Regions from separate parts of the Mus musculus genome. Here all the other regions are linked to region 1. Evidence: chromatin contacts called from public Hi-C data. All regions are on one chromosome and are shown on one strand. Each heading gives the region's core, a stretch centred on a gene start, on an enhancer-like site or on the middle of the called end of the contact. The rest is flanking DNA. Distances are from core to core; before and after follow the strand shown. Region 1 has its middle 50 kb from the start of Gm40261. Region 2 overlaps Cdk14 (cyclin-dependent kinase 14). Region 3 overlaps Cdk14 (cyclin-dependent kinase 14).

Region 1 (2,700 bases), core at 122-2,621:
ATTGGTGTGGGAAAAAGCATGTGTATGTCCCAAGATACCACTTCCTGTTTCTCAGGACTTGTGTGTGGTGTGTATGGAAATCTAGACCTCCTCATTTTCAAAGGGGGGAGGTGAGGATATGAGTGTTTCTAAGAGATGGAGATCCCAGAGTGGCCCACTAACAAATTCCTGCCTACTAGACAGATGCCCATAAGAAAGGCAGCTAGCACTCACTGTTGGTGAGGAACCTGGGGAACCCCTCTTGCATTGGTAGTGGAAGTCCAACCCCATACAGATGTTCTAAGAATTTTAACTGGTAGTCCTTCAAAAAGCCAGGTCATGCCCACTGATGTTCCCACAATCTCATACAATGATGCTTTCCCAGCTACCTGGGTATCCCTTAATTGGACAACCACCACAGCACCTAGGTTTTATAAGCATTGGAGTGGATGGCTCTAGGAGGGAAGGGAGTGGGAGTCAGGATGGAGCATTAAAGGAAAAGCAGTCCACTTAATAAAACATGATGCAGGGCTTGTGAAGTTGGATGAGAGTAGACAGTGGGGTAAGAGATCTAATTCACCCAGCTCTGAGTCTTCTGTTAAAAGCAGACACGAGCAAGCTGTGTTTGTATGTCTGGGTCATGGCAAATGTGCAAGATGTTGAACGGTGGGACTGTTTCCAGAGTAGCCTCCTTCCTGTAAGGGAGGCCTTGTGAGGAACGGTCAGCTTCTCAGTAAGCTCTTCATCCACATGGCATAAACAGACGATTTCAGGGCCAGAATGGAACTCAGTAAAATGCTTGTTATGTCGTTCTCCGATGCCTGGAAAGATGAAACATTTACCCCCTGAGATTAATTTTTCACTGACTGATCAAACTCAATGTACTGTTTATGTTCTCTGTAACAGGAATTTTAAAGCACATAAATTTTTAAGCAAGAGTCTGATATCCAAAAAGATACATTACTTTGATCTAAAGTAATTTGAAGTTCAACTGGGTGAAGTACTCCTACTCTTTAAGCTACTTATTTATAAAATATGGATCTAGTTAATCAGATTTATAGTATGAAGCTGGGAACATTCTACGATGACTCATGATCACTAAGGTTCTGAAAAGACTTTCCTTCAGAGGCTTCACTACCTACTAGCCACATGCTGACCCATCACTGTTCTTTTCTGGATCAGTTTCCTCATCTGTAAAATGGTTGGACGAGCAGATATATGATGTCCTCTCAACTCTGCAAGTGCTGTGATTTCACAGCCACAAAGCACATATAAAACAGTAAATTCCACCAAACTGAAAGTTCTTCCCACAGTCTATCTGCATTGCTGCAAGCCAAGAGAAGCTGGCACACTCTAACCCCAGAGCTGTAGATGACTCAGTCTGTATTTGCACACAGTGTTTCTCTTGCGTCTCCCTGGCATTCTCTGAGCCAGACTTACTCATATGTTAGGTCCAGTGTACAAAGTGTCTCTAGTATTTCTGAGGCTGAGATTTGAGCAGTAAATGGTATGCTGATAGTCCTACGTTTAGGATCCATGACTCTGAAAGGTTTCTTTAGGGACATCCAATACAAATAATATCTTGTCTGGTGTCCAAGGTGGTGGTGTTCTATGCTGCTGCTGTTGTTGATTATGATGATGATGTTGGTGATGATAATAAAAATGATAGTAATGATGATGATACATTATATTCCTGGCACAGATAACATGCTGAGTGCTTTCCAAATATTTGAGTCCTTATAGTGCCTGCAAAATAAGTACTAACATTATTTCCTTTTATACCGTAGGAAGACACAGAGACATTAGATAACTTCCTTATTGTTGTTACCCATTGAGAAAATGGAAGGGCTAATATTTGAACATAGGCTAGTTAGGTCAATTGTTCATTATTTTAGATATTATGTCTCTACTATCTTTCTAATAAATAATGAAGCTCCAGATTATGTACATATTTGGATATTACGTTAGATAATTATCTGCACTACATGTTTAGCACAGTGTTCCCACTATTTCAGTGGTGAGGAACTCTTAAGAGAAAGATGATCAGAAAGGAACCCATTGACTTATTTCCCTTCTTCTGTTCCTGGATTTAACATTTCAATGAAAGTAGTTAGTAGTTTTTGAGTCCCTCTGCACCAGTCTGGGTGTTTTGTGTATTAAGTTCTGATTGTTGTTGCCCTATATGGAGTATGCTTGGAGATTAGCTCATCTCACTAATGAAGAGCTCTCAGGTGTTCCGTACCTTTTGCTGGTCAGATACCTACTGAAAATCTCAAGAAAAACCATCTAACTGAGAATCTGTCTGCCCCTTGATGCTCATGTCTAAGTGTGCTAGCATTAGTGGACCTGGGTGAGGGAAAATCTTTCTAAAATGTCTTTAACGTCACATCAAACTCTCACTCTTTGAGTCTCTTGTTTATGTGAATCAAGGTTCCCCACTTACTCCTGGACAGGCTATAATCTTAAATTAAGCAGCTGGTTCTTTGTCATTTGTGGGCTTTGAACAAAAACACAAAATCTTATTAAGCAACCAAGAGAAATAATACACCAAAAACTCGATTTTTATTTTCTCTACTGAAGCTATTTGAAATCCAGTATTATTATTTATATTTTTGGAGGATTTTCTTTCACTAGTGAGCGTTGTTTGAGCATTTTATTTCTTTCTTCACACATATTTAAAAGGCATTCCGACTGTGTGGTATTATGCTACACATGAAATGT
Region 2 (2,700 bases), core at 86-2,585, 530 kb after region 1:
AGGAGTTCTGTTTTCAGAATGGACTTTCTGAGTTTGAATGCCAGCCCTAGAGCATTAATTTTGTTTCACTGGGGCTTCTTAGCCAGCCAGCCTGGTCTACCTGGTGTGCTCTGGGCTAAAGAGAGACCTTGTCTCAATTAAGGTTGACAACACCTGAGGAATTCATGTGAGATTGACCTCTGGTATCCTATACATGTGCACATACACACACATACATATCCTCACATATAGGTATATACACACATAAAGACTACTCCTTACAGAATAGCACTCCACTTATTGTTTATACAGAACATGCCAGAAATCACAGATATCAATACTACCTGCCCACAACCCTATAAGACTAACAAATAAGAGTGATGAGTACTTTTTTCATATCTAGCAAGTCTGAAGCTAAGTATTTGAGAGTATTTTATCAGTCATTTCTCAGGACATGTCTGTGAGTTATAAATTATTTGGATAAGGCAAGGGACCTACTTTCCGAAGGCCACAAAATTAATGTTTCAGAGATGTCACTCAAACCCAGAAAGATCATTTTGAAAGCAGAACTCCTAATGGCCAGGCTATAAGGCCTTAATGCTTCTCGAGTAAACAAAGTACTAAGATATGCCAAATGCATATACTATATAACATAAATCTCTGATGTGTCAAAAATAAAAATGCTGTCATTAACTGACAACAGCTTGGTAAGATCAGTATTACTAGTACTTGGAAATGAAGAGTCTGAGCTTTGGAGATGCTTAGCCACTTGCTTAACCATGGACAATAGATGTACAGTAAGAAATGATGTAGCTGGGATTTGACTCCAGATCTATGTGACTATGAAGCAAAGCCAGCAGCAGTATGGGATTTGTAGAGGACAACACACAGCAGGACTCCTGAGCATCACGGACAAAAGCTGACTATGGTCAAAGTCCATGTACTCATTAACCATGGTCTTAGTCAACAGCAGAGCATTTAGTGACAGTTTGCCTTCTGGGCATATAGTTCATTCTTCTTGTAGAGGGAGAGAGAAGACATAACATTGAATAGGGCAACCAATCTTGTGAGCGTTACTCCTTACCCTGATCTGAACCTGATTCTAAACTCTTGTTTCTATATGCTTCAATGCTTAAAATGTTTTGAACACTTAAGATATCCGGGTCTCCAGGATACAAATCAGTCATCCTGTCATACACAAAATATGGAAGCAACTGCAACGTAAAAGAGACGATACCATCCGAATGAAGGCTGATCCAAAAACACCATTTCAAACAACCAATGTTTCCTGTAATGCTACTTGTGTGCTCTCAGTTGTCTCTATGGCATTTTCATAGTGCTCAGTGTGGATCATGCCAACAGGCACTGCATAAAGGGCTTCCACTGCACAGGATGTAATGGGAACCTCACAGAAAACCATATGGCTTTTCACAATGGCTTCAAATGTCCAAAGGTACAATACCGAAAAAACCAAATCTTTCCAATATTAGTATACAAATAAATCAATGATGACAATGCTCTATTCTCCTTGCTAAATTTGTAGATAGGTTGGGGAGTGTGAACAGCTCCCTCTCTCTGGCTGATTTTCAGTTCAGATAACTCATCTTTATTCATTTCCTTTCAGTCACAATGAGCCATGTTGAGAGCAGCTGTAGGCAAAGAGGGGGAAAAGCTCTCTTCCCTCCCTCCTCCAAATCCTTGTCAAACAGTGCTTACAAAGAATCCATCTGGACTCAGTGCTGTGCAGGGCACCCATGAAATAGCAGAGGATGGGAGGGGGAAACCCATTTGTATCTAGTGTAGAGAATTAAAAGTCACCTGGATCTACATTTTGGGAGAAAATCAGTCTGATTAATCTCTGAGTTATTTGATGCAGTCAGGTAGAACCAGGCAACAGAGAAATTATACTTCATTAAATATAAACACAACCAAACCAAACCAAACACTAAAGGCGATGGCAAGGCTAGCATCAAGCAGCTATGTCTGTGAGGCCTGGCCGCCAGTTCCCATAAGAGTTACATACAAAGCTAGAAGATGAAAAATGGGTGTTCATAAGCCAAGTCCAAGACACAAACACAGGAAAAGGGTAGCACAAAGCAAGATCAAAGAGATGAACAGTGACAGTGACTGAGGTCTCAGGTCTTCAAAATCCTCTCCAGGATTAGGTAGCAAATGAATTGGGGGCTAACAGTTCCCTCCCTCCCTCCCTTCCTTCCCTTTCTTCTTTCTTTTCTCTCTCTCTCTCTTTTTTAAATTGGGTGAATAATTTTTTGTTTATTTTATGTTTTTGGATCAAACTTGGAGCTAGGAAGTAAATGCTTTTAACATTTTATTTAAAATGATTTCATCTGTTTTAATATGTAACCCCAAAGAAATCTTGTTTATAGATCGTTCTAGTACACTCCAATGACATAAAAATGGCTCCAGTTTCAAAGAGGCGACTTGGCAAGAAGTTACTGCATAAAATATTGCAGCCCTGTTTACTCCACAGCATTTTTGTTCATGCGTTTTTAATGGTTACATGAACCAAATGCTTAGGCAACTGTGTTCAAGACGATGATGAACGAGAGACAAAGATCTGTGGCGAGCAAGAACCTTTGTGGACGGCTTCCCAAGCTGCCTTCAAATATCACTGCATTGCAGAGTGAAAGGGTTTCCAAGCTGTGTTTGAAAACAGCCAAGGGAACACGGTGGCTACAATTAAAAAAGTTTTAAGCTAAA
Region 3 (2,700 bases), core at 201-2,700, 600 kb after region 1:
TTGCATTGATCACTCGCCTCTCACCCTGTTTTCATATTGCTATTACTGATCAGTAATTGGAAAACCCTTCAGCTAGTTCTCTTTATCACAGAACTGGCCCCAACCGTATGTTTTCACACAATCCAATTCTATCTGGGTTTGGGCGTTCTAGGACACGGTCCAGGGCCCACACAGTATCTCTCACTATTTGATCATCTCCCATTTCTTCTCAGCACTCCCTGTTTGCAAACTCCTAGGGACTTCCCTGGATGTGCCTGGTGCGCAGCCACACAACGCTTTGAGGACCCAAACTAATGAGTCATTATTATGAAGACGAATGTCCCCAGGAGCTGCTTCAGTGGTGTTTGAACAAGCAGGGGAGCTCTGGGGCCTTGAAGCCATACCACTCATGTGTGTCCAAGACCAAATATGACAGCTGTTTGCTTACAGGTTGAAAATGACATTTTCGAGAGAACAGAATGTGGTGAGAAACTAGACTGGCTCTACACATCCTTCTATTGCTGCACTGAAATCTGCACAAACAGGCAGCTGGTAATTGCAGCCATCCTCAAATTGTGAGAGGATATGATTCCAAAATGTCAGCTTTAGAGCTGACCACCCCATACTCCCTTACCTCAAAGCCAATCAATGATGCAGAGAATAATTTTCTTCGAAATATTATGAAGGGAACTCTCCAGGCACTAAATAAATTAAAACAACTACTTTGAAGTAAATAGAATTATAACAAAAGTCGTCAAGACTGAACAAAATGTGCGAGTGGATGACTTTTAGATCTGGCTGACTCAGCTGCTCCCCCTAGTGTCCAGACTGTGTTCTTACCTCACTGGATTGCTCTGCTGGCCAGGAATGTCCATCTCTAACCTACTTACTTCATAGCATATTGCTTTGTTAGGTACATTCTAAGTCAACTTCGAAGGTGTCAAAGTGGGAAAGATGATCTTTCTGCTTCGCGAGAAGGTGCTGATTTAAATCTTAATGATCCAGTGAGGTACCATAGCAAGAAAAACAGTAGAGTGCCCCTAACATAAATATACAAAGGGAAAGACTGTCCCTCCAAACACTCCTTCCTATCTAATGCTTTGTGCACGTATAGCACACCTGTCTAGCAGGTCATCTTTAAAATATGTTCTGGAGGTAAAACATCAAATTGGATAAAATATTCAAGGAAAGCTCAAAAACACAACATTGGGCTATTTCTAAAATTTCCAAATTAGGGCTTATGGCTCTGTTCGGATATAGAAGCCCAGCAGGGAAGTGTTTCCTTTTCTATTTTTTCACACCCAAAGGTAGCCTCACCATGGCCTTGGTATTTACTGCACATCTACTAACACCAACTACAACATTCTCAGGAAAAATCCAGTTGTGCTTCATGAGCACATGTATCACCTGCGGGACCAGCACTTTCGGGGAAGGGTGGGGACGAGCCTGGCCTGACCCCATTCAGTGTGCGTGGGCCTCGCCTTCCCAGCCATGAGCTCTATTTTCCAGATGTGTCTTCTTTGACTTAGTGGTTTGCCCTTAGTTCTCTTTTCAAAACGTTCAAACCTCCCAACTCGTCCAGCTGTTAAGAAGTCCCAAGGCAAGCAAATGCGCTCTTGGATTCGCACCCTTCGCTTTGCTGGAGACTGGATCCTAAGCCTTCTTCTCCAGCCAAAATAATAAAAGATCTTTTAAGTGGCTGAAATTCTTGGTGAATTGCACATATTTGCCAATGTCAGACAACTATAAATAGGGAGATTTACAAGAGAAATAGCTGAGTCTTCATAATTCCAGTAAAATAAAATGGACTATTTGGAACAGTTAAAGCCTAGGACATATTTTTATGAAATTCAGATTTATCTGCATTTAGCCCCAAATCCCCTTTAAGCAGGGAAAGCTTCCTGGATCATGCACTTTCGGTATGAGGAAACAAAAGGGCTTACTTTCCTTTAATGGTAATCATTAAACATTCTTAAACTGATAGTACTTAATTTATATTAAGCTTTTTAGTTTGGATATTTACTGCATCTTTTTATATCTTCTACCACAGCTCTATTATTATAGAATATTAAAAAATATCAGAAGGTAAAATCATGCTCATGGTCACTGATATAAGTAAAATCGCTGGTGTGAGCTAGGGCAGATGTGGTTCCAAAGTGGACAGGATTATTTGATAGCTATTTAGATTGAAGGTTCGCTAGCTCAAGAAGTCCCCGAACTCCTTGGCAGGCTAACACCTCCAGTAGCTTCCACAACTTCGATAATGCTACCTTTAAATAAACTGTTACTTAATTTTGTGCTTTAACTTTTTAAATATTGTTATTTAATTTTGTACCTTAATTAATGGCAAACTACTTTTTGGACTAGCTCATCATCACATATATTCCAAATAAATTCAATTATTGGAAATTATTTTGAATTCATTACTATAATACAAGAGAATGCAGAAATTGCTTCAGTTTATGAACTTCTACAAATTAAAAAAATCTACAAGGTAAAAATAGTTATTATTAGCATATATGCATTGTACAAAGTGATTGGATTTCATATTTTTATTAAAATTCATCATTACCCTATACATCTATATTATCCTTTCCTGTTTTTCCTGTTTTACCCAGACAGTCCTTTCTTCTTCCTGAAGAATCACCCTGTGGTACTCTTGTGTGTGTCATGTCATTCACATGCTCGTGTGTGTGTGTGTGTGTGTGTGTGTGTATGTAA

Evidence for each region. A called contact is a pair of places that touch in the nucleus more often than the background predicts.
Region 2: a Hi-C map of uterus shows a contact between it and region 1, with 4 times the contacts expected there. The contact joins two enhancer-like sites. A contact is called at or near these places in 3 of 39 promoter capture datasets (cranial neural crest, frontonasal cranial neural crest and liver), 5 of 484 Hi-C or Micro-C datasets (all in uterus) and 1 of 115 datasets of contacts at active chromatin or transcription factors (fibro-adipogenic progenitors).
Region 3: a Hi-C map of uterus shows a contact between it and region 1, with 4 times the contacts expected there. The contact joins two enhancer-like sites. A contact is called at or near these places in 10 of 484 Hi-C or Micro-C datasets (the HL-1 cell line, bone marrow-derived macrophages, liver and 2 more) and 8 of 115 datasets of contacts at active chromatin or transcription factors (the NIH/3T3 cell line, astrocytes, a colorectal cancer cell line and 4 more).

Annotation. Positions count from the first base shown.
Region 1 is chr5:4,322,185-4,324,884 of GRCm38.p6, forward strand. No RefSeq gene overlaps it. Among named protein-coding and RNA genes, the nearest start is that of Gm40261, 50 kb to the left of the region's middle. Within about 2 kb of position 1,372, at least 66 of the 459 cell types and tissues checked have an H3K27ac peak or open chromatin away from gene starts, as enhancers often do. A contact at or near this core is called in uterus, where this site is marked.
Region 2 is chr5:4,850,071-4,852,770 of GRCm38.p6, forward strand. All of the region lies in intron 14 of Cdk14 (cyclin-dependent kinase 14), which reads right to left. Among named protein-coding and RNA genes, the nearest start is that of Fzd1, 93 kb to the left of the region's middle. Within about 2 kb of position 1,336, at least 31 of the 459 cell types and tissues checked have an H3K27ac peak or open chromatin away from gene starts, as enhancers often do. A contact at or near this core is called in uterus, where this site is marked.
Region 3 is chr5:4,917,776-4,920,475 of GRCm38.p6, forward strand. The region is part of intron 12 of Cdk14 (cyclin-dependent kinase 14); the gene reads right to left. Among named protein-coding and RNA genes, the nearest start is that of Fzd1, 160 kb to the left of the region's middle. Within about 2 kb of position 1,451, at least 9 of the 459 cell types and tissues checked have an H3K27ac peak or open chromatin away from gene starts, as enhancers often do. A contact at or near this core is called in uterus, where this site is marked.